Regions from separate parts of the Mus musculus genome. Here regions 2, 3, 4, 5 and 6 are each linked to region 1. A link is a contact called in public HiCAR-type and HiChIP or PLAC-seq data. All regions are on one chromosome and are shown on one strand. The core of a region is the stretch at or near the end of the contact, and the rest is flanking DNA. Distances in the headings are between cores, read along the strand shown.

What was found. HiCAR-type assays count read pairs that join an accessible place to other places. HiChIP or PLAC-seq counts read pairs in DNA pulled down with a chosen protein or histone mark.
Region 2: a contact with region 1 is called in a FOXA1 HiChIP or PLAC-seq map of pancreatic cancer cells. The contact joins the enhancer-like site here to the promoter of Stamos in region 1. A contact is called at or near these places in 2 of 39 promoter capture datasets (the HPC-7 cell line and pre-B cells), 3 of 484 Hi-C or Micro-C datasets (CD4 T cells and cortical neurons), 1 of 115 datasets of contacts at active chromatin or transcription factors (pancreatic cancer cells) and 1 of 9 other capture datasets (macrophages).
Region 3: a contact with region 1 is called in an H3K27ac HiChIP or PLAC-seq map of epiblast stem cells, with 11 times the contacts expected there. The contact joins the enhancer-like site here to the promoter of Stamos in region 1. A contact is called at or near these places in 6 of 39 promoter capture datasets (cranial neural crest, embryonic stem cells, frontonasal cranial neural crest and 3 more), 1 of 484 Hi-C or Micro-C datasets (cerebral cortex), 6 of 115 datasets of contacts at active chromatin or transcription factors (astrocytes, bone marrow-derived macrophages, cardiomyocytes and 3 more) and 1 of 9 other capture datasets (macrophages).
Region 4: a FOXA1 HiChIP or PLAC-seq map of pancreatic cancer cells shows a contact between it and region 1. The contact joins the enhancer-like site here to the promoter of Stamos in region 1. A contact is called at or near these places in 3 of 39 promoter capture datasets (the C10 cell line, cranial neural crest and frontonasal cranial neural crest), 2 of 115 datasets of contacts at active chromatin or transcription factors (bone marrow-derived macrophages and pancreatic cancer cells) and 1 of 9 other capture datasets (macrophages).
Region 5: a contact with region 1 is called in an HNF4G HiChIP or PLAC-seq map of pancreatic cancer cells. The contact joins the enhancer-like site here to the promoter of Stamos in region 1. A contact is called at or near these places in 5 of 39 promoter capture datasets (the C10 cell line, cranial neural crest, hippocampal neurons and 1 more), 1 of 484 Hi-C or Micro-C datasets (bone marrow-derived macrophages), 1 of 115 datasets of contacts at active chromatin or transcription factors (pancreatic cancer cells) and 1 of 9 other capture datasets (liver).
Region 6: a contact with region 1 is called in a HiCAR-type map of astrocytes, with 2.1 times the contacts expected there. The contact joins the promoter of Cacnb2 here to the promoter of Stamos in region 1. A contact is called at or near these places in 3 of 39 promoter capture datasets (the C10 cell line, cranial neural crest and hippocampal neurons), 4 of 484 Hi-C or Micro-C datasets (bone marrow-derived macrophages, cardiomyocytes, embryonic stem cells and 1 more) and 5 of 115 datasets of contacts at active chromatin or transcription factors (astrocytes, cardiomyocytes, embryonic forebrain and 2 more).

Annotation. Positions count from the first base shown.
Region 1 is chr2:14,072,329-14,076,043 of GRCm38.p6, reverse strand. Stamos (signal transducing adaptor molecule (SH3 domain and ITAM motif) 1, opposite strand) reads left to right here and starts at 2,110. Exons shown (of 2, transcript NR_038162.1): 1 at 2,110-2,461. It overlaps Stam (signal transducing adaptor molecule (SH3 domain and ITAM motif) 1), which reads right to left and starts at 1,944. Exons shown (of 14, transcript NM_011484.3): 1 at 1,708-1,944. The coding sequence starts at 1,747.
Region 2 is chr2:13,411,738-13,415,452 of GRCm38.p6, reverse strand. The region is part of intron 27 of Cubn (cubilin (intrinsic factor-cobalamin receptor)); the gene reads left to right. Among named protein-coding and RNA genes, the nearest start is that of Cubn, 78 kb to the left of the region's middle. Within about 2 kb of position 1,697, at least 226 of the 459 cell types and tissues checked have an H3K27ac peak or open chromatin away from gene starts, as enhancers often do. A contact at or near this core is called in the HPC-7 cell line, macrophages, pancreatic cancer cells and 1 more, where this site is marked.
Region 3 is chr2:14,709,866-14,713,580 of GRCm38.p6, reverse strand. All of the region lies in intron 2 of Cacnb2 (calcium channel, voltage-dependent, beta 2 subunit), which reads right to left. Among named protein-coding and RNA genes, the nearest start is that of Gm13269, 55 kb to the left of the region's middle. Within about 2 kb of position 1,555, at least 3 of the 459 cell types and tissues checked have an H3K27ac peak or open chromatin away from gene starts, as enhancers often do. A contact at or near this core is called in epiblast stem cells, where this site is marked.
Region 4 is chr2:14,649,567-14,653,281 of GRCm38.p6, reverse strand. The region is part of intron 2 of Cacnb2 (calcium channel, voltage-dependent, beta 2 subunit); the gene reads right to left. Among named protein-coding and RNA genes, the nearest start is that of Gm32741, 47 kb to the right of the region's middle. Within about 2 kb of position 1,756, at least 22 of the 459 cell types and tissues checked have an H3K27ac peak or open chromatin away from gene starts, as enhancers often do. A contact at or near this core is called in pancreatic cancer cells, where this site is marked.
Region 5 is chr2:14,618,538-14,622,252 of GRCm38.p6, reverse strand. All of the region lies in intron 2 of Cacnb2 (calcium channel, voltage-dependent, beta 2 subunit), which reads right to left. Among named protein-coding and RNA genes, the nearest start is that of Gm32741, 16 kb to the right of the region's middle. Within about 2 kb of position 1,567, at least 31 of the 459 cell types and tissues checked have an H3K27ac peak or open chromatin away from gene starts, as enhancers often do. A contact at or near this core is called in pancreatic cancer cells, where this site is marked.
Region 6 is chr2:14,602,624-14,606,338 of GRCm38.p6, reverse strand. It overlaps Cacnb2 (calcium channel, voltage-dependent, beta 2 subunit), which reads right to left and starts at 2,033. Exons shown (of 14, transcript NM_023116.4): 1 at 1,781-2,033. The coding sequence starts at 1,888. Gm32741 (a long non-coding RNA gene) reads left to right here and starts at 1,754. Exons shown (of 4, transcript XR_374017.4): 1 at 1,754-2,763; 2 at 3,122-3,194.

The sequences.
Region 1 (3,715 bases), core at 861-3,360:
CTGGCATCCACTGAGTGAAGAGCAAATACAAAGTTAACAGCCTTCATGTATAGAGCATAACCTCCTTAAGGATTTTATCTATTCCAAACTGTCAGTAACACTGCTACTTATAAACTCCAGGTTGCAGGAATCAGCAAATAATTCAGGTACAACAAGTCAGACTCTAAGTTGACCTTAAAGCATGAGGACATATGTGTGGAAAGACACATGAAATAACAGAAACAAAAGTATAAAGGCAAGAAGGGGCCTGTGTTTGGACTGGGCGGTGTAGGTAGCAAGAACAGGTTTAACATCAAGAAATCCATCTGAATCCACTGCAAATGTGAGTTCAAAAAAAAAAAACAGAAAGAATACATATTAGGCCCTGGGTTCCATTTCCAATACCACAAAAAGGAACAAGCCAGGAGAATATAAGTGTGACTGATTAGCAGAAAGCAAGATCATATAGGATCACTATAGGTGCCAGGAACAGAGGCAGCAAATATTGTTTTATTATAAGCATTTGTCCTAAAGACTGATGTAACAAATTGTAAAACAGCCAAAGAGCCGCAATGAGATGGTCTTCATGGTTGCATTTCTTGTCAATGAACACTGTGTTCAGTAAGTACTGGTGCTAAGCACTTATTAAACACAATTTCCCAATTCATTACTTATTTAGCACTATTGATGATTTCTAAAGTTCCATCCACAGCTCAGATTCAGGACATTCAACTGAATCACTATGAACCAGGCAGGAAGCGGCAGTAATAGTACATTTTCTCCAGTTGGCAAAATGTAAAATTCACCTCTAATAAACAAAATTCATAAAGTAACTCTCACAAGTTATCCTTACATTCTTTTACTACAGTTATGCTTAAATTCAGCCTGTGGGACTGGATGGTATTGGTTCGCTTTCATTCCACACTATGCTGCCAGTGTAGTTCAATGTAATGCATTCAAAAACATCCCAAAATTCTTTCAAGAAATTCAAATCAGGTCTGAAAAATAGATAGCTAACCTGTTAAATTGGTATGCTTGGTACCTAATACCAATGATTCAGACAACAAAAAATTTAGCATTTCAGACCCCATCCTAGAATCAAAATCCTCTTCCACACTTCCCCAAAGGCAGAGGCCCAGCCTGAAAAAGGCATCCCAAAGGCTCATGTCTGCGTTTTCAGTTGTTGCCAAGTAATCCATCTCCATCTCTTCCAACATTTCAACCTACCAGTACGTAACCAGACCTCTCTCCTCCAGGGACCGTTATAGGGCTATTTAAAAAACCCTTTAAGTAACCTTACCTAAAACATTCTGCCAGTTCCATTGGGCCAGGCAAATACTTTGGCGATAGAGCATATAATCAATCTGCTTAAGCCAAGATACGTCTGTCCTTCGCTCTTCTCCCAGAAGCCATGCCCCAGCGGCAGATGGCTTCGTCGTCTGTTCCTCCCGAGGCAACCCTTTACCCCGAATCCCTTAAGCGATTCCTTCAAAGCTCCCCCTCCCCAAGTCCCTTACCAAGGCCCATTAGAGAGGTTCTAAGTCCCATTTCTTCCAAAGAGGATGCGCCAAGCGCTCAACCCTCTCCCAACTCTGAACGAAGGGGCCCCGGGAGAGAAGAACGTGGGCTCGGCCTCGGGAATCCAGAATGAACGAACGCAGTGGGACGGGAGTCGGCGCGGGCTCGCAGTCTCGGGGGGCACCCACGGGGGGCGGTGAAAACACTTACCAACATCCTGGTCGAAGGGGTTGGTGGCAAAGAGAGGCATGTCCGCTGCGTGCCGAGGTGTCCCCGGGGACTGCCCCTCGACCCCGCGGCACTCTAGGGGTGACGGAGAAAGGAGGCCCCTCAGGTACAAACACAGCAAGGGCGCCTGCCTGCCAGTGCAGGGTCCCTCTCAGCCCCTCCTCTCACCCACCCCAGCAACAGAGGCGGCGGCGGCGGCAACAGCCGAGAAGCGGAACAGGCCCCCGCGCGGGGCGTGTCGGGAATGTAGGCGACTTGAGCGCTGCCTGAACACTGCCCGCTCCGGGTCTGGCCAGAGCCCGCCGCCTCCGCCGAGGCCCACGCGATGAGCCGCCGCTGTCTCTTCCTCTGCTGAGTTCCCGCGTGCCCGTGGGGTTAGCGGCTAGGTTCTCGGCTTTTCCATGTCCCCGGGCGTCTCGGGAGGACGAGGTCCTTCAGGCGCACCGAGGCCGACTAAGAGCCTCTAGAGTGAATAAGAGACTGGGAGAGGGAGAGGGTTCAGTTTGGGTCCAGCCAAACCCTTAATTTTTAACTCCTTGGGTTTATTCGATGGGTTGTTGTGATGTTGCAATCCCTCTAGAAAGTCAGGCAGTCCTTTGGGTTACCCGAGGAAAATGTTGAGCGCGCTCGTCGAGGGTTCATGGAAGTTGCTGGGATTGGAGTCATGTGAGCTGGTGGAGCTGGCCTGAATCCCTTGGAGGGAGTGTCGAGGCGCACAGCCTCTCGAGAGGCTGAGGTAACGCTGGCTCATTCCCCAGCCTGAGATCAGAGGGAGCCTTCCTGGGTGTGGGCTCCGACTGACTAAACGTGCAGTCACTGAGTCCCTGAGAAGATTAGACCTTCTCAGCCTGAGATAAGCACGCACACCCAACGGCAGAAATTGAAAAAAAAAAAAAAACACACACACACACATGAAAAATGGAGCCAGACATTGATGAGGACTCTTGGCAACTTAAAATGTTGATTTGGTGATCTAATTTGTACATATGTATGTAACGCACGCCCCCTCCCCAGCTCCCAACACACACACACACATTGTCCTCTAAATCATGTGAAATCTAAAGAATCATCTCTTGGAAATATTACGTAAAGTTAGCAAGTCGGTCTTGCACATGCACTGAGATTCGGTAAAAAGTGCCCAAATAGGGACCCTTACAAAAAGGGAAGCTTATAAACATGTCAACAAGATTTGTATAACAGTACAAACAGCTTGCTTACTAAACAGTTAAAGTCGAATTTTGGAGGAAGAGGAGCAAACTAAAGCATCGGTTAACGTTTTCAGTCATTTAAAACTAAAAGAATCCAAGGGATGGGAAACAAAGTTGCCTGATGGGGTATAAATTACAGCATTCTTAAGAGAAAGGATGGGAAGTATATAGCCAGCTTTTGGAAATGTGCCTCTGGTTCCAGTTATTCTGAATTTTAAATCTTACAGTCTTTTAAAACATGAACCAAGATATTAATGGCAGCGTTGTTTACAATATCAAAGTTTTGATGACCGCTAAACTGTCCGACATTAAAGAGATTGGACAAACTCCTCTGTCTGTTTCCTCATAAATAAGAAACGGAAATGACAAACCATTGAAGATGAAATAAATTACTAGAAGCAAATCCCCTGTAATAGTGTCTAGCATATAGTAAGCACTCAAGTGGAATCAATAGTTATAATTGTACTTATTTGGCCATTGAAAGTAAGAGCATAGATGTGTATTTACATAGACATCTGAGTGGATAAGAGTTTAAAAGGCTTTAAAGACTGACTGAGGATGAGCCTCAGTGATGGGGTACTTGTTTAGAATGTGAGAGGCTCTGGGTTCTGACCTTGGCACTGAAAAAGAAAAAAAAAAAAGCCTTCAAATATATGTGAAAAAATTCTACAATTTTAAACAACCTGAACGAAAATATTTTCTGAGTAACTTAATGAGCATAATTTTTCTTTCAAAGGGGTGGAGTTAAAATATAAAAATGTGACAAATGTCAGACATTAACG
Region 2 (3,715 bases), core at 448-2,947, 660 kb after region 1:
CTGTTCAAGGAGGGTTTAATCAAATCAGTTGAGCCTGCTGACAGCTGTGGGGTGGTAAGAATAAAGCTTCATGTTCCTCAAATATTCCCTGGCTAGAAGTGACCCTTAAGCATCGGGCTCTATTGCAGACCTGCTCAGTCCTTTCTATGCTGCTCAGTAGAGCATGACGGTTTAGAAAGAAGATTCTAGAGCCAGTAAGCCTGGGTTTAAATCTAAGCTTGAATAACCATGGATGGGTTGTTCAGTCTCTGGGTGTCATTTCCCTCAGTAAAATGGAACAATCAAAGTAAATGAGCTAATACACACAAAGAATGAGAACAGGGCCTAGCACACAGCAAACAATGCTAACTGCTGTTCGCGGTACTAATCGAAGCAGAGCTCCTGAGCCAGCCATAGGGATTCATAGTGCATCCATCCTGCAGGCGGAGGGAATTAGTGGCCCCTCGTTTAGAATTCTTCCTTTTCTTTTTGCTGATGACTGCAGCCAGCTTCCTCGATGCATCTTGGCACCTTGCACAAAGTATAAATGAGAAATGACAACACCCATATTCTAGTCTACTGATTTAACTGAAGCTCTTTGAGGAAACAGAATGGAGAGGTTCCATTGACACATTGAAGGTTTGGAAACTGTTAGTAACGGCCTTAAAAACTGCTCCGTGCTTCTCTATAATCCTTTAACAAAGAATGAGTATATTTGCTACAATTTAACATTTTTTGGCTTTTAGAAAGAAAATTGGGGTGAAGAAAACAATCAGTTTTCTTTGCATCATTGATGCATTTCACAATTCTGCATTAACTACACTTGCACTCACCTCAGTTTGTAGAGACTTCATTGCAGAGTTGCTAGGCATTTTAACCCCCAGTAATGCCCAGCATAGGACACATGCCCATAAACAGTGCATTATTATTCTAGCATGAATAGAATCTCCCAGACTAAAGAGAGGCCCATTGGACACGCAAACTGTATATGCTCCAGTACAGGGGAACGCCAGGGCCAAAAATATGGGAATGGGTGGGTAGGGAAGTGGGGGGGGGGAGGGTATGGGGGACTTTTGGGATAGCATTGGAAATGTAATTGAGGAAAATATGTAATAAAAAATATTAAAAAAAAAAGAATCTCCCAGACTATGGTTCAGCCCCTAGCCTTTTGCACTGTCAAAAGCTGTATTTGGGACCTGGGGAGTTGTTTCAGTTACTAAGTATTTGTCACACAAGCAAGAGCACCTGCGTTCAGACTCCTGTGTAAAAAGCTGGGTGTGATAGTACACCTCACATCTCTGTAACCCCAGCACTGGGATAGGCATGTGGAAACAGGAGGATCCCTGGATCTGGCCAGCCAACTTAGTCAAATTGGGAAGAAACTTTGTCTTAAACAGAGTAGAGAGCAATTGAAGACATCCAGTGTTGATCTTTGGCCTGCACACAGCAGCATTCACATGTGCTTAGACCCACGTGCTCAAAAATACACCCTTCACACATAAATACTTATGTGTCCACCCCAAAAGCCATAGTCTACAAACATTTTCCCCTTTATGATAACAGAGTTGTACACAGAGTGTCCCCATGTGTGAACAGCACAGCTCCTTCCTTCTGCCTCTCAGCCTTCTTCCAAAAGCCACAGAGCTTCTCTGTCTGAAGCCTGGTAATTAAAAGCTCCCTTCCTGGTTAGAACAAAGCAGAGAAGCAGAAGAGGTTTTGTGTGTGTGAGCCACAGTGGGTTTGACTCTTTGATCAGGGCGCGCCTCCTTGCTCATTTCCTGAGCAGATGAGTCATGTTTCCTGGAACAGTCCTTTAGAGGAAGTGGGCTTCCACAACGTTAGCTGTCTGCTAATAGCCCTGCTTACAGTAGAGCACCTGCCACTCACAAGTGAGTTTAAGTGCATTCTATAGGCCAGACATTTAGTTTTGTCTCCATACCAGCTGGGAGAATATAGCTTTCTACTAGGATAATCCACATTCAGAATTTTGAAAAGTATAGCAATGAAGCTGATCTCTCTTACGTCATTAAGCAGTCCAAGATGCATCTTAGACAAGATGTTGACTCCAAAATTGTCTGGGTAAAATGTGATTTTTTTGTTTTGTTTTGTTTTTCCAGACAGGGTTTCTCTGTGTAGCCCTGGCTGTGTTCTGGAACTCACTCTGTAGACCATGCTGGCCTTGAACTCAGAAATCCTCCTGTCTCTGCCTCCTAAGTGCTGGGATTAAAGGTGTGTGCCACCACTTCCCGGCGATTTTTTTTAAATTATAAAAATATATGAATTCTTTATTTTTTAGGCGATCAAAATTCTTTTCAGACAGAGAGTGGTGGTACACACACACACACACACACACACACACACACACACACATCACAGCACTTTAGAGGTTGAGGCAGGAGGATCCATTTACAATCAGACTGGCTACCTAAGACCCCTGTCTTTGGGAGAAGAAAAGAAAATCGTTGCCCTTTTCTGACCATCCTCACGATGAAGAATTTTCAACTGACTAGTTTGCTATATAAAATGATGCAGAGCTGCAGCCTTCAAACAACCAGCCTTTGGTTCAAAAGAGCTCTGGTCTCTGCTCCTCATAGCCTCTCGAACTTGAAGCATAGGATTCAGATGAATAAGAACAAAACCTACCACAATTTCCCAAACTACCGTTAAGCCACTTAAAAATCCCTTTACATGCACAAAGTTTGACATTATTTCCCACAACTTTCCACCTCTCTTCCTCCCATACTTAAGCCCAAAGCAGAAAAGTCCAGAGGCATCTACTATCAATGCTTGTGAGTACACTGCACAGGGAGGACCATGGGTGCAGGCACACTGCAAAGAGAGGACCATGGGTACAGGCACACTGCACAGGGAGGACCATGGGTACAGGCACACTGCAAAGGGAGGACCATGGGTGCATGCAGACTGCACAGGGAGGATCATGCATACAGGCACACTGCACTGGTAGGAAATGCTGGTCACAAGGTTAAGTTTTAAATATCATAAATCTTAGTTAGGAATTCTGGTTTAACTTTTTAAATGGGGAAGATTTCCAATTGCAGCATTAGAGACATTATATACCCACATGCATACACACATGCATGCATACATACATGCATACATACATACATGCATACATACAAACATACATATATTAGCTTTTAAAGTTGGCTTGCAGAATAATCACTGCATTTTCATATCTATTTGATCTATATTGGGGGCCACTGTTCACAGCTCCCTTCTGCTTCCTTTTTATACATTAAAACATGTGAAAACACTTTAATTTTAGTTCTTACTTAGCAGGCTTACTCTTTCTTCTGGCAACCTGGAAGAAGAGGCAGGCAAAAGCACTCTAGGTCTCTATGGCTCAAGGTTCCATAATTTTAATTTGTTCTATGAACTAAGCTTTTCCATCTGCAGCAGATGCTCAGGCCATTGGAAGGCACAATAATATATGTTTAAAGCATTTAGTGTTTTACTATGACAGGACAATTGAAGGCTATAGCCTATGGAACTAACCATATGTATCCACAGGAGAGTGTGTTTGGCTCTCAAAGTCTTTCCCTCCTCCCTGGGGAGGGACAAGTTATTCACTGCTCCATCAATGATCATAAAATTCAATATTTATAGAAGTCCATGGACTTCTAAAGACTTCATTTTAATAAAGAATTAGAATAATTAATAATAGTTACCATGAAAAAGGATATGCTCAGGATTAAATGGCTTGAAAATAACGCTG
Region 3 (3,715 bases), core at 306-2,805, 640 kb before region 1:
GGGAAAAGGATGTGTGCTTTATAGTGTACAGGAATGAAAATGAGCAAGATAGAGCATCAGGGGAGGGAGGGAGAGAGAGAGAGAGAGAGAGAGGAGAGAGAGAGAGAGAGAGAGAGAGAGAGAGAGAGAGAGAGACTGACTCAATTTCTAGAGCTAGATGAAATGCTCTACAACCCCGACCACCTTCCTCTAGTCCCTTCAGCAGTGAAACCATCAGAGGTTAATCTATTGAAAGTCATTGTGACCCAATACCCTCTGGACATTACTGCTCAGGACTAAGTTGCCAATACATGTTTCTCTGGGGACATTTCCCATCGAAACTATGTTAACTAGCAGTGGAACTCACTGTTATGATGAAATGGGTAAGAAACCCTCATTTCCTGCTGTCTGCTGTAGCCATGTGAACATATAATGAAGAAGTTAACTGAAATAGGAAAACATTTCTCCAATGAGGAGCGGACATGGAAGACTCCACTGGGAGTCATCTGATTAGGTATAAAGAACTTCAAATCTAGTATACTTGCCCAATTATTTTATACTCAGATCACAGAAGCCTTTTATTATTCTCATTTAAGAAGCAGACAGTCACCAAGACAACATAATTAAACTATGAATCTTCATTCTTTGAAAGATCCCACTCATTATGCTTGATATAAACACCTTCACCCCCTCATAAATAGCATCGCATGCAGGTTTTAATGTCAACTTAGTTGACTTTGGAGCAGCAGAAATTTTTACTGAATTTCAAAGCCTAAGCTAATAAGTCTTCGCAGAGTGGGGCTAGAGTCCAGGGTGTCATTAGATAACACTCCATCGCTGAGCTCTATCCCCTGCCCCCAAACTGATTTACAGTTCCATGTTACCTCTCTGATTTGATCAATGCAATGATCTCAGTACATATGCCAAGCTCACATGCTGAAATCTGACCAACATAGTCTTAAAAAGTATGACCTATGTCGTGCTGAGGTCATCAGGGCTGGCTCTTCAAGAGTTGAACTAGTGTGTTTATATGAGGACCCTCCATGTCCCGTGCATGGTAGGAGGTCACAGCAATATGCCACCTGAGAACCAGGAACTGGGTCCTAGGCAGATGCCAGATCTGCTTTGAACTCGCACTTTCTTCCCAGGTTTCATATTTGAAAGAAACATCAACTATTTATAAGTCCCATTATGAATGACATTTAAGCATTTCAACCTGGATGAGAATAAATTTATGTTGGCATGATCAGTGAACATGCCTAAAATTCCAGTATGAACTTTCTTGAAGGGTACCATGGAGGGATTCATAATTTGTAACACATAACAGTTTACATCCAACCATTCATGCCCAACTGGAGCCATTCTAAGGAAAACTGGGACAGGTAATTTACTGCCCAGTCTGAAAACCTTGACTACTCCAGCCTTTGGCAGTATTTGGATTTACATGGGACCCTGCTCATGCACTTGGTTGTTCCTTTTCTGGGAGGACAGAAAGAACATGGTGTGAGAATGAGGATGGGGGCTCAAAAGGAATAGAAGGCTGAGTCACAGAAAGAGATATGACCACAAGGTGGCAGTAGCATACAGCTCAGGTGCTTCCCCAGCAGATTTCTGTTTATAGGCTCCTCATAGGCTGAGAGAATATCCAGGGGAGAAGGAAATTGAATGGGCTCCCAAAGGTGTCACTCAGCTAGTATGGAGAGTGTCTGGACCTGGCAACCACAGGTCTACACCTCATCCCTGAGTAGGACATTGGATGGAGGGAATCCTCAAAGCCCAATAGCCAAAAGCCTACTTGTGTGGGCCACGTTTAATATGATGACTGTGTTAAAGGAGCGGGGAGTGGTGGTACACACAGGAAGCAGAAGCATGTGGATCAGATTTGCAGACCATTCATAGCTACAAGCTTGATGTCAGCCCGGACCAAAGGAGACCCTGTGTAACACTGTAGTCACGAGTAGTGAATGAAATTCTCAGGAGATAAAGACAGACAGGCAGGCAGACAGACAGACACCCAGGAGGTAGGGAGACAGGAAGGAAGGAGGGAATAGAGGAAGGAAGAATAAAAGTGTAAAAATGGGGTCTGATTCCACACGGATTTTTGAGCTAATGGGATTTCACTTAAAAAAAGAAATGGAATTAGAGATGAATACCTAGTCCATCTTTTATTACTTAAATAATGAAATAAATAGAAAAATCTTTATGTAACCACATCCCTCATATATTTTTTAAACAAATAAGAAACAGAACAGGCCTCATTCACCCTTAGCATGGTCCTAGCGCTCTGGAGGCTGAAACAAGAGGATGCTGGACTCCAGGCCACTCTGGGCTATGGAACAATATCTTGTCTCAATATGAGGAAACAGGAGAAATAGAAAAATAAAGATTCTCTGGCTCCTTCTTGCAGAAATTTGAGGTTCTCCGAGATCTCTATTAAGAATGGTGGTTTCTCCATGGCAAGCACTTTTTAGTGTTTCTTTTACTTTGTACATCAATTCTTGAAGGTAGTATCTTTGTGCCCCTTTATCAGAGGGGCAAATAGCACTGAGTCTAACTAATATGCACACAGCCAGAGGAGAAGAGTCAGACTTCAATCCTAGGCAGTGCAAAGAGAACTGCAGTGTTAAATCCTGCTGCAGACTGCATCTTAAGTAACCCTGAACATGTCCCTTAAATGTCCCAGTGCTAAAGGCTTCAACAATGTGATGGGACTGTTTGAAAGCGGTAGAACCTTTAAGAGGAGGGGCCTAATAAAAGGCATTTAGGTCACTGGAGGTGTATTTAAAAGGGTTCTTGTGGTCTTACCCCTTTCATTCTGTAGTAAAAAGTATTTAAAAAATCCCATCGAGGGTTTTCTTCCCTGCCTTAGACTATATATGTTCCCAGATGAAAGACATCCAGACTTGTATTTTTAAATATGTCTTAGACAACACAATAGCTGGGCAACTATCTACTACCCATGCTGTTAGAATCTATTTCTCTATTGATATCATCGAATTACTACTCTTTACTATGTTTTATCTGAGCTCTTCTTCATTCTAGTTGACCAGCCCACGGGCGACGGTTTCTTGACTCCTACTCTGTGGTGCTCTCTTTCTCTCCCTCTGATATATTCTATTTTTATCTCATGATGGCTTCTTCTGTTATGTCTGATCTATATTACTTTGGAAGGGGTCCAAAGACTGTGCGTGTCTTTCATCCGGAAACATAAATAGTCTAAGACGGGAAGAAACCCCACCCTGGGATTTTTAAAATATTTTTTTACTACGTCATTCCATCACATACTTACTCTTACCCATTTTTACTGCCTAGCAAAGAGGGAAAGTTTTGCTTAGCCTTCCAACCCTGCCATGATAACTTGTCAATTCCAGAACATGCATGTGTGTGTGTGTGTGCGCGCGCGCGCGTGCACGCGCACTTGTGCAGAGGCCAGAAGTCAATGCTGAGCATCTTACTCTTTTACTCTCCACTGTATTTTTTGAGCCAGGGTCTCTTGCTGAACCTGGAACTTGCCATTTTGACTTGACTGGCTGGTCATGGATGCATAGACATCTGCTTCCAGCTGCAGTACCAGGATGGCAGGCATGCACCATATATTTTGTATTGTGTTTTGCCAAAATTATGAACTAAGCACAATGCTGCAGGATTCTTTGCAGCGTTTCCCTTGTCAAATATCCTATACATATAGACACAGGTGGAATTCCTTCACACTGCCTGTAGGCATCTCTCTCACTGT
Region 4 (3,715 bases), core at 507-3,006, 580 kb before region 1:
TGTTCTGTAAGAGACCCTACTTTACATGACTATATTTTTATGTCTCAGTGGAATTCCATCTCTGTGTCTTTTGTCTGGAACACAAGTCTAGCTGGATCTGTTTGAACATTGTTTGTTTTCTGACCTGGAGAATGAATCTGGACCAGTCAAGTGACCCAGCTCATATTAATGAAACACAAAGAGAACAGGTTTCTAGAAACATCCAGGCAGAGAATCTTCTTTAAGTAGACTTTAGATGTCGTTGCTGAATCTGAGAATCTGGATTCCCATCAGCCAGAGGGAGACAGAGCCAGGAGAATGACAAGGAGGGCTGCTGGATCCTTTGCTGGGAGCGTGTCTCACAGTCTGCTTCATCTCTGGACTAGCATTTCTGTCAGCTAATAAAATCCCCGTTGCTTATGCCAGCTTGAGCTGGTCTTTCTGTTCCATGCAGGCAAAAGCATTCCTACTGATATACCTTAAGCATGAACTAAGAATAAAAGTCTGGAGTGGGTTATGAGCATAGGCAGAGCATGAATTTGGGAAGGAAGGGATTTGCTTATTCAGTAAACATTTACTGAGTGATCCCAGGTGCCAGGTGCACATGCTCATGATGAAAGCACAAAAGGAGCAACATGCCACAGGCTGATCAGTAACGAGCCCTGGTCCTGACAACCATCAACTGAGGTCATGACTCTCTACTGCCTATAAGACCAAGGGATCACATAGTACCCTGAGGGATAAAAAATGAAGGAGGAGTGGGATGAGGGAGACAGAAAGAGGCAGAGAAGAGAAGCAAGGGAGGGAAAAAGGAGGGGGAGAAATGTTCCATGAAGCAACCTAATAACACAGCAAGAAACACTTAAGATAGGATAGAATCAATAGACTCTACTAAAATAATCAGAAAGACAGAATATTGGTCATTTAAATATTGTTTGAAGGATGAGTATTATAAAGCCTTTCCTAAACAATTCTAGAAGCAAAGAAGGGCACGCATATTAAAGATATTGTATTATAGTGTCCTCCTTAGAAGGCAGACCAATTTACTTTAGATACCAGGGGCAACAAATGACAGCTGGACAGCAAAGACTTGCTTTAATAAAGCAATGTCCCACAGATGCCCAAATATTTTGTTGTTCTTGTATTTGGCCTGTGCAACTACACAGCTTCGTATAGGAGGGGAAGGAAATCCTGGGACCACTTTGAAACACACAATTTACAAATGGTTGGCTACACACAATTTCTGAGTCCCTCTGTTACATCCGTACAAAAGGATGGGTTTGCTAATAGCATTCTCTTGATAGGTAATACTAAGGGTCCAATAAGATAAGGTATACAAAGTATATGCAAAAACCACTGCTGGAACTGAGTAAGGGTTAAGCTCTACCCAGATCAGCTACTAATCGGATTGTAAATAAGAGGAGATAGAAATAAGAGAGGTTTGAAAAGCCCTTGGAGAGGTACAGATTAAAATTTACTTTTAAGAATGCAGATATAATATCGTATTCACAGACACAAAGGGTAGATGCTCAGGGTAAATACAGGCTCACAGAAGTCCACAGAATAGCAGGGACTTCTGAGTTCTTTTGGATCATCAGATTAGGATGAAACTTGCCAGTCTCAGCTTTGACTGCCACACGGAGAAGGTGGGTAGCACAGCTTCTCACCAAGGGTAGGGGTCACACTAAGAAGGAGCCCCCTCTGCCCATCACAGTCCATGCAGATTCCAGTCTTGTAACACTGGCTTGAAGGACTGCTGTGTGTCCTACTGGCCAGGAGCCAGCAGCTCATAATCCACACTCTTTTGATGAGTGGAATGCAGTTATGAGGCATTCACTAAGGGCTGAGACACAGTCTGTAACCACAGAACATAGTCAATTTAGCTCTCCTCCCTGCTCCCTACCCTGAACTTGAACCAGAGATCTGGCCTTCCTGGCCCCGCTTTGTAGACTGAAGATATGAATCATCCCAGATCCTCTCTATCAGCCAGGGTGGGTCAACTTGTGCTTGTAAACTTGTCCTGGGGAGCCTTTCCTCAGTTGGAATGAGGGATGGTGCTGGGTGCTTCCGTTTGAAGCCCCAAATCTATTCTGCCCTGTTTACATTGGAACATCTTCTGTGGCATTTAAAGTCTCAAAATATGTAGTTTCATATAAACTTACTAGACGGGCTAACAACTGTTTAATGACTGCCTAAAATAACTGAAGTGAAAAAGAGCAAACTCCCAAAAGTATTCCCGAGACAGTCTTGAACTCTCCTTCAAAATAGCTGGATATTTAAAGAAATGTTTTCATTATTCTCAGCCGTTTTTTTTTTTTTTTTAATTCAAGGGGGAAAAATTAGAGACCATACACATAGCAAGAATGCACTTGAATGCATTTCTTTAAATGCTGAATAAAAGCTAACATTTTTAAACCAGACATTATTTCTGAAACAAACTTTTGACAAATTGGACATCATGACCAGCATCAAGTGATCTAAACTGCTTTTCACTCTACCAAGTAGAGCTGCTAAAACCATAATTGTGGGTGCTTCATTTGACAAAATACAAACAGCATAGAACCATCGAAGACCTGCTGAGACACTATCCACACCTGACAGACATTAGGCAAGAAATATTTCATCTGGATGCCACTAATTTTACAAAATATATTCTACCTTCCTATGGCTTGCATCACAAAGAAGAGATATGAGATAAGTCCAAATGTCCCTCTAGCAAGAGGCTCATAGGCTCCTTAAGTATGTGTAAAATTCAGTTTGGAAATTGGAAAAACTTTACAGTATCGTTAACATAACTTTTCTCAGGCATTGAAAAAAATCACAGCATCCTCCTCTAGGATTCAGGGAGTGTTGATTTATATGACCCATGGGGTCAAAACACATCATGAAAATAAAGTCCATTTTATGAGACAAGTCACAGGAATAAGTTCAATATTTTCAAGGTTGTCTTGACCAGTCTCCATTATCAAAATCTGAGGTTATAATCACCTATTGGCATGTGTGCTTGGTCACCCAAGTAAAAGAATTTGCTTACACACTTCCACATAATAAGGATAAGAATGATTTAAGGTCATGGTAAAGGTATGATGTGAGGGTCAGCGCTAACACAGTTCCAGATAGTCAGTGGGCAGCATGAAGCTGTTAAAATATTTAGAGAAGTCAGGCTGGTGCCTACCTTGAGCTTTCACTCCTTCATGATACATGAAGGTACTCTGTACGCTACCAACCCAGCTACAACATCTTTAATCCACAATGATGACCTGACTGTAAGATGTGCCAGAGAAATGTTGGCACAGAGCTTGTGCACATAACCAACCAATATCTGATTAGATTTAAGGCTCACTCCTTGAGATGAAAGCCATCCTAAACATGACTGGGTGGCCACAAACCAGAAGGACCTGAGGGAAAAAACAAATACTCCTGTTCTAGCAAAAAGTCCCCCAATAACATTCTGCTATACTAATAGATCAGTTCTCACTCAGATATCATTTGGAGAAACATTCTACTTCAGTAGATGGGAACAAAGTCAGGGATCCACAGCTGGACAATGTGCAGAGAGTAAGAGACCTTGGAACATTCAATCCGAAATGAGATGTCTCATCAATTCCTTCATCTCAGGACTGAGAGAACTCTGCAAAAGAGGAGGTGGAAGTAGTTTAAGAGCCAGAGGGAGTGGAGGACACAAGGCCTTCTAAATACAGCAGGACAGACACACAGACACTCAAAGAGCCTGTGG
Region 5 (3,715 bases), core at 318-2,817, 550 kb before region 1:
CATGACAGGAACCTATAGCTGAGCTTGCATGGCAGAGTACCTGGATTGAAAAAGTGGCTTTAGTATGTGTTGAAACAAATCAGATCTAGCAAGTGGTCTCTTGAGCATTTGGTGTGCATCTTAAGAAGACTTCATCAATGCAAGCTGCAAGACCAAGTGTCTTTAGGGGAAAAAATGGAGAAAGAAAGGAAGGGAAACAGGAAGAGAATAGGAGAAATACAGAAAGCAGGAGGAGAGAGAGAGAGAGAGAGAGAGAGAGAGAGAGAGAGAGAGAGAGAGAGAGAGAGAGAGGAAGGGAGGGGGAGAAAGGAGGAAGGGATAAAAGAGGGACAGAGAAGGGAAGGATGAATGAGAAGAGGAGGGAGATGGTGTAGAGGAAGGGAGGGAGGCAGACACAAAAACAAACTCTGTAAAATAAAATGGTCTGTTCCACTCCGTACAGCTGGTTTAATTTCAATGACCACACTTACCTGCAGATGTGCATAGTTCTCCTTAACCTCGGAAATATCAAAGAATTTCCACTGTCACTGGAAGAGACCAACACAAATGTTCTATCCTTCGATGTCAGTTAGGCTCAGCTGTTATTTCTAGTCTAGCTGGCTTTTTTTTTTTTTTAATTGCTTTTGGTTTTTTGTTTTTCATTTTTCTTTCAGTAAAGTAATTTACCCCACTTAGTTTCTGGTGTTAAAAGAAATGTTTTCTTTCTAGACAATTGGCCCTTGGAGATTTTATCTTCTTTCTCTGGGTTTGTAAGAAAACTTGGTTCATGTAATAAGAACTAATGAAAAATAGAGACCTGTTATCCATACATGTATCCCAAACCCAGCCAAAGAGCACATAGCTTGTATCGGCACAAAGACAACCTTGGTACCTACAATTATCTTAACAGTACAAGACAACAGTGCTTTGTTTGTTCAATCCCTTTTAGTACATAAGCAATCTGAACAGTACTCATTGATTTCACATTCAGTATCTACAAGTCATGGGTAGCACTTTTTGCCCTTTAATCCATTAAAATTGAAGTATTTGTTCTACTTACAAAACCAAGGCCCCAGCAGACTATAAACTATTTCTGAAGTAGCCTCACATAAAACGAGGTGTAATGTTTGCCCAGCCTCACCCAGATTCATGACCTGGATGATTCCTGGGACCACGTCAGCCACAGCCAGCCCTCCAAACAGACCAGTACAGGCTACAGATGATTCACAGTCAAGTTCATTTCTGTTTACTTAACACAGGATGGAAGCTTCCAGAATTCTAAAATTCTAAAATTCGTATGCTCCTGCGGATTCTTGGAAAGAAGGAAAGAAACAAACACTCTTCCAACTATGTCTGTCCTTCTCATTACCAACAGGGACACTAAACTGTGACACAAACTGAGAACTCAGGCAACTTCTAAAGGAAGAACTAAAGGAATGCTGGCATTGAGGAAGTCATGAAGCCAGGCTGAGGAGACTGCTCAGTGAGAGAGAATGTCCATAACTTAGGCGTGAGGGCCTGAGCATCAGCACTGTTGTTAATAGCTGGTTGTGGTTGCATACATTATGACAATGTCAACACTGTGTGGGGTAGAGATAGGAGGATTACTGAGGGGTTGCTGGCCACAAGCCTAGGTCCAGGTTTAGTGAGAGGATTAAGGTTGAGATATAGACCAGGACTCTCAACATCCTCTTTTGGCCTGGCCTTCACACACACACACACACACACACACACACACACACACACACACACACACACTACAATCATAACACCCAGTGAAACTTTAAAACAATAAGACTATTCTCTTTTCTTCCCTAAAGAGACTTCAGAGTAGAGAGTAGCTTAGTGTTTTCAAATTTTGATGTAAAGTGTGCTCGGGATCATGTGCAGGAGACACTCTGTTCCGCCAGCTGGTGGCGCTGCCTTAGGAGGTTATGCAGCCCATGGGACTGACATAGCTAGCACAGGTGACATAGCACAGGTGACATAGCACAGGTGACATAGCACAGGTGAGTCACTGAGGCTGGGCTTGATGGTGTTATCCCTTTCTGGTCTCAGGCAAAGTCCTCGAATCCTCTTATCTTCAAAGACACAAGCAGCCTCTGCCACATTCTCATGCCAGCATCCTGGACCAGCATCCCGTGAAACTGTGACCTAATCCCTTCCTCCCTCAAGTTGCTTCTGTCAGGAATTCTGTTACAACTATGAAGAGACTCATACAGTGTGTTACATACTAAAAACAACAGTATTAATTTTTCTTTATGCTCTCCTCAGCTAAACAAGTTAAACAATTGTGATACATGCTCACTAATCTGTCTTTTTGTAACAAGAGAATATGATGTCACCAATAAAGAAAATAATAATAATCTGGAGTCCGCTGCCTCAATTCAAATCCTCAATCCAATCTCCCTCCTGATGTGACTATATTACTTTATTTCCATGCTTGGGTTTCCTCATTGGTAGGATTGAGCCCTAGACACAGTAACGTTTAATAAATATCAGATGTCAGTACTTCTTCCCAAATGCTTTGTTCTTGTCAATGTTTTAATAAATGTTCAAAATAAACATTGCATTTTAAAGTCATAATAGTGAAAGTTGTCAAGAGTGTTTATTTGCATATTTCCAATTAGCATACAGGTTTTAACTCTTGTAACGCATACAACTAGGTTTTTTTGTTTTTGGTTTGTTTTGGTTTTGGTTTTGGTTTGGTTTGGGTTTTTGTTTTGTTGCTGGTTGGTTTGTTTGTTTGAGGAGGCCTATTTGTAATGTGAACCTGGTGAGATATCAAAAGGCAGAGTCATTGAGAGGTGGGTATGACCTAAATATATTGTATTCATGTGTGAAATTACCAGGGAATAAACAAGCAAACTAACAAACAAACCTAGTTATTCATTCAAAGGCCAACTAGAAATGGCAGCACTCAGTCTCGGCAGATAACTATCTCATGCTGCTTGGAGGAAACCATTTGGAACACATCTCACAATGCTGTGATTCACTTAACAGAAAAACAGGAAAATCATGCGTTCAGGATCCCGTGCCCAAAGAGCATGTGAAGGTAACACTTTATACAGAACAGAAATGAGACAAAATAAAAACACAATGCGCTTTCTCGCCAATGAACACTTTACAAAACTGCAAGTCAGGACAGGAGTTTTCCTTGAAATGTTTGATGCGGAATATTAACTGGCCTATTTCATCATAACACGCTCATAGAGAAAGAATGGAGAACCTAGAGTAACCTTTATTTCAATATCATCTCATGTGAAAGCCCACTGAGGTTGGTAATACACAGCCAACAAGCCTGTGGGCAAAGGCCCCTTCAGGACACAACACTAGGCCCAGCTCTAGCATGAAACTGACATCCTAGAGAGAAAGACTTTTCAACAGGGCTGGGCATGCGTCATCCTTAATATCCCTGAAATATCACTGACGTCAAATAGGCTCCCAAGGTCAGAAAGATGGGAGCTCAGGCATGGGGCTGAAGTTGCTGGAATTTCACCTCAAAGCCTAAAGCAGAAACTTACTTGTAGGCATTCATTTTCTTAAGAGTAAGGATTATGTTTTAAAATTAAGCTTAGTTAGAAACATACACACGATTAACCTCAGGGAAACGCCATGTCCTTTTATTGCTTAGCCTTTCGCATGCTCTAACAGATCCTAAAACATTTCACCATATACCAATAGCTATAATATAATTTTAATCAAATATAGAGTATATTAGTCATCAAGAGTGATT
Region 6 (3,715 bases), core at 784-3,283, 530 kb before region 1:
CCCTGTTGGGTTCAAATTCCGCTCCTCTGGCAGAACCTGGCCTGGCCGAGAGGGCTCTCCTTAATTACAGGTCTCCACTGGGCTTGGGAGCCAAACTCAGGCTGGCTGAAGCCTACCTGTTTTACCACCACAAAAGAAATGGACTTCTGATTTGTAAGCCCAAGTAGACTATACTTCTCCCCCATTGCTAATCAATGTAAATTGTGCATTCTAAGTTAGAACTGGCAGTTTCCAGTGGTCAATGAAAGTTCAATAAAGAGTCGACAAGAAGGCTTCAGCAGGTAACATCACTAGCTAGGAAGCCTGAAGATCTGAATTCAGTTCCTGAAATCCACATATCTAAAGAGAATCCCTTGGCCTTCTGCAACTTACCCTCTGAACTGGTACCCACAAGCTTTCAGCTTGCACACACATTAGCACACATGTAAATCAGTAGCAGCATGCAAACGTGCACACACACACACACACACACACACACACACACAATGGGTGGGGGGCTCAGCAGAGCTTGAATTATACTACATGGGGTTACCATCGGCACAGTACAGAAATGCTGCTGTCTGTTGCTGTCTACCAGAGCGGCAGCAACATATTTGTGACCTTTTTCGGACCGCCTCACTCCCACCCCTCTACTGCACAGTAAGACCTCGTCCCAGTGTATTTTATGTTATGTATTATTATTCATACAAATATCACAATTTACCATCTGGCAAATATGGACTTGACATGAGCAAGCCAAAGCCATTAAGCAGAGGAGAAATATTCTTCCTGGATTCACCCTAACCTCTTCCCAGCACTCTCCAAGTAGTTCAAGTGTCAGGTTTGAAGGCTTTACCCCAAGAATAAAAGTTGAGGAACTCCTTTCCGCCCAGATCTGGGGGTGTCTGGAATCCCAACTGTACCTGCCAAGGCTTTACGTAAAAGCCACCTTATCACACTCCACGCCTACAACCGACATCTCCTATTTCACAATGAGCAGCAGGACAGAATTTTTCCAGAAACCGCTAATACTCATCAGAGAAAGGAACCCAGGAGCCGCTAGAATGGCATGCCATTTCGGGGTAAACAGAAACAAAAACTTTCTCACCCACAACACTCTGCTCTCTTCTTCCAGCAAAGAAACAAGGGTCCAGGCAAACCCTGGAAAGAGGACAGCTAGCTGAACTGTCTGGGTGGCACAGCGCCCCAGGTGCTGAGGGGGGTTGGGGCTGCTCTCCGGGGAGAAGGCAAGGGGATCCACGCCCACCTTGACCCCTGCATAACACCTCACCTCCCTGCCTAGCTCCCAATAGAGACCACCAGAGGCAGCGGCGGAAACAGCGATGCAGGATGCGGATCCCTTTCCCGCCCGCCCGGACTCACGATCTTGAGCCGGTCCAGTCCACTCGCCTGGTCCATGGCTCTCCATGTGCTTCTCCAGGGCAGGGGCGCGGACAGCCAAGCGGCGTGGCCCGGGAAAAGCCGGGGAGGAGCGGCAGGTCGTCCTCGCCCCTTCCCACTGGCTTTTCAGAAAGCAAAGGGGGCAAAATCAAAAGAAAACAAAACAAAAAAACCCAACCAAACAAACAAACAAAAAAATGGAAGCCGGAGCAGAGCCCGTGGAAGGCGCGCAGGGGCAGGGTCCCCCAGCAGCACCGGGATGGGCGGGAGGAGGTGGCGAAGGAGACCGGAGCAGGAGGGGGAGGCGCGGTTCGCGATGAGGGAGAGGAGGCAGCGGGAGGGACTGAGGTCGGGGCTCTGAGGCTCACAAAGCCAGCAGAAGGCGCGGCGCAGTGGCTACCTGTGCTCCGAGCGCCCCCGCGGGAGCCGCGCTCTCCAGCAGCTCCATCTGGCTCTCCTGCGCCACCGCCGCTACGGGAGGCGACTTGGACGTGTCGCTTTGGACCATCGGCAAAAAGTCGACTCCAAGGCTGCGGGTCCCCTCCTCCACGACCCGGGTCCCCCGCTCCTCTTCGCCCCAGGATCGGAGGCTCTCAGTGCGCGCGACGCCGCTGAAGCATGTTGCAAAGCCTAGACTAGGCGGTGGCGCAGGCACGAGGCTGGGTGGCCGGGGCGAGGGGCGCCAGTTCTTTGGAGCTTCTGGGCCCGCGAGCGGCGGAGGCTGGGACTGCTGGGCGGGCTGGCTCCAGGGAAGGTCCCCGCCAGGAGGAGGGCGCTCCGGGAGCACGAGCCAGGGGGGAGGCGCGTCGGAAAGCGAGAGTGACAAACCACCGCCACTCCGAAAAGTTCTTCGCGGGAGGCGCGGGCCGCGTGGGCTCCGACTCAGCTGCGGCCCGTCGCCGTGGCACTCGCGCTGGAAAGTTTTCGAAGCCACGAAAGCCAGCCAGTCGCAGCTCCCTAGGGAGGTAACTGGCCCAGCTGCTCAGTTCACCTCCTCTTCCTGGAGTCCAGAGGAGGAAAAAGATCCACAGGGTTAGACCCTAAACTGAAACTCTCCATGATTCGAAAAAGGCTACAGACAGACCCCGAACTTCTGCAAAAGCATGAGTGAAAGCACTCGAGGAGTCAGAAAACAAGTGCCAGTGATGAACTAAGACTTCCTCCCACATGGTCCTGACCTGACAATTGGTTCTACTACACCTGTGCCCTAGCTTTTTGGTTTGTGATGGCCTGTTTTGTTTTTGTTGTCTTTGCTAGGAGCTTGTCTTTGCTAGCAGACTATATCGTTCCCGCCCCCAGCGCACCCCCTCCCCGCAGTTGAGAAGTCTTAGTGTAACCGTTGAGACAAAAATAAGCAGGTTTTTAAGGACCCCGAAATTCTTGGTAAGAGGGTAAAACCGGAATAATGGTTCGCTTGTAGTTGGATGGGTGGAGAGGTAGGGAGGAGATGGAGGAGGGGAACCATGATCAGAGTACATTGTGTGAGCTTTCAATTAAAAACAAAGAAACTAAAAGGAGGGGAGGGGAAGAGGGGCACGGGGAGGAGGGGGACGATGAGAAGGAGAAGAAGGAGTGGGGAGGAGGAAGAGGAGGGAGAGGAGGAGGAGGAGGAGGAGGAGGAGGAGGAGGAGGAGGAGGAGGAGAAGGAATTATTTTCCGTTCTAGTATTGCTCATAAGACGCTGCTTTGCTTTGACAACCTTTCTTGCACTGAAAAAAAAATCTACATACAAATTTTCTAGGTAGCACTCACCGAGCAGAAACAAAGTATAACAGTTGTGCAAGCTGAAATACACACAGAGACCTTTTACTAAGGTAAACTTTGTATACTGTGTTTGACTATGATGATGAAATACAGTACCGTGTTCTTCTTAAACTGAGCTGTTTTCATTAAGCAGATGTCTACCATACACTGGATTGAGCCAGAATTTTTTTGTTTTTGTTTTTAAAGGAAGGAAAAAAAAAAAAACAGATCTCGGTATGTTTAAAGATTTAAGCATATACAAAGTGCCGTTGGTTTTCCAAATCTTCAGTCTTATTGCCATTTGGATTACATGTTACTAATGTTAACTAAGACCTAAGTATTAGCTTCCTTTTTTTACCTGGGGGAGGGGGTGACCTCTGACAGGAGCTTGATAAAGCTGTCTCCTGAGCAGCTCTGCCAGTGCCTGACAAATACAGAAGTGGATGCTCACAACCAACCATGGGACAGAGCACAGGGTTCCCAAAGAAGGAGCTAAAGAAAGAACCCAAGGAGCTGAAGGGGTTTGAAGCCCTATAGGAGTAACAACAATATGAACTAACCAGTACCCCCAGAGCTCCTTGGGACTAAACCA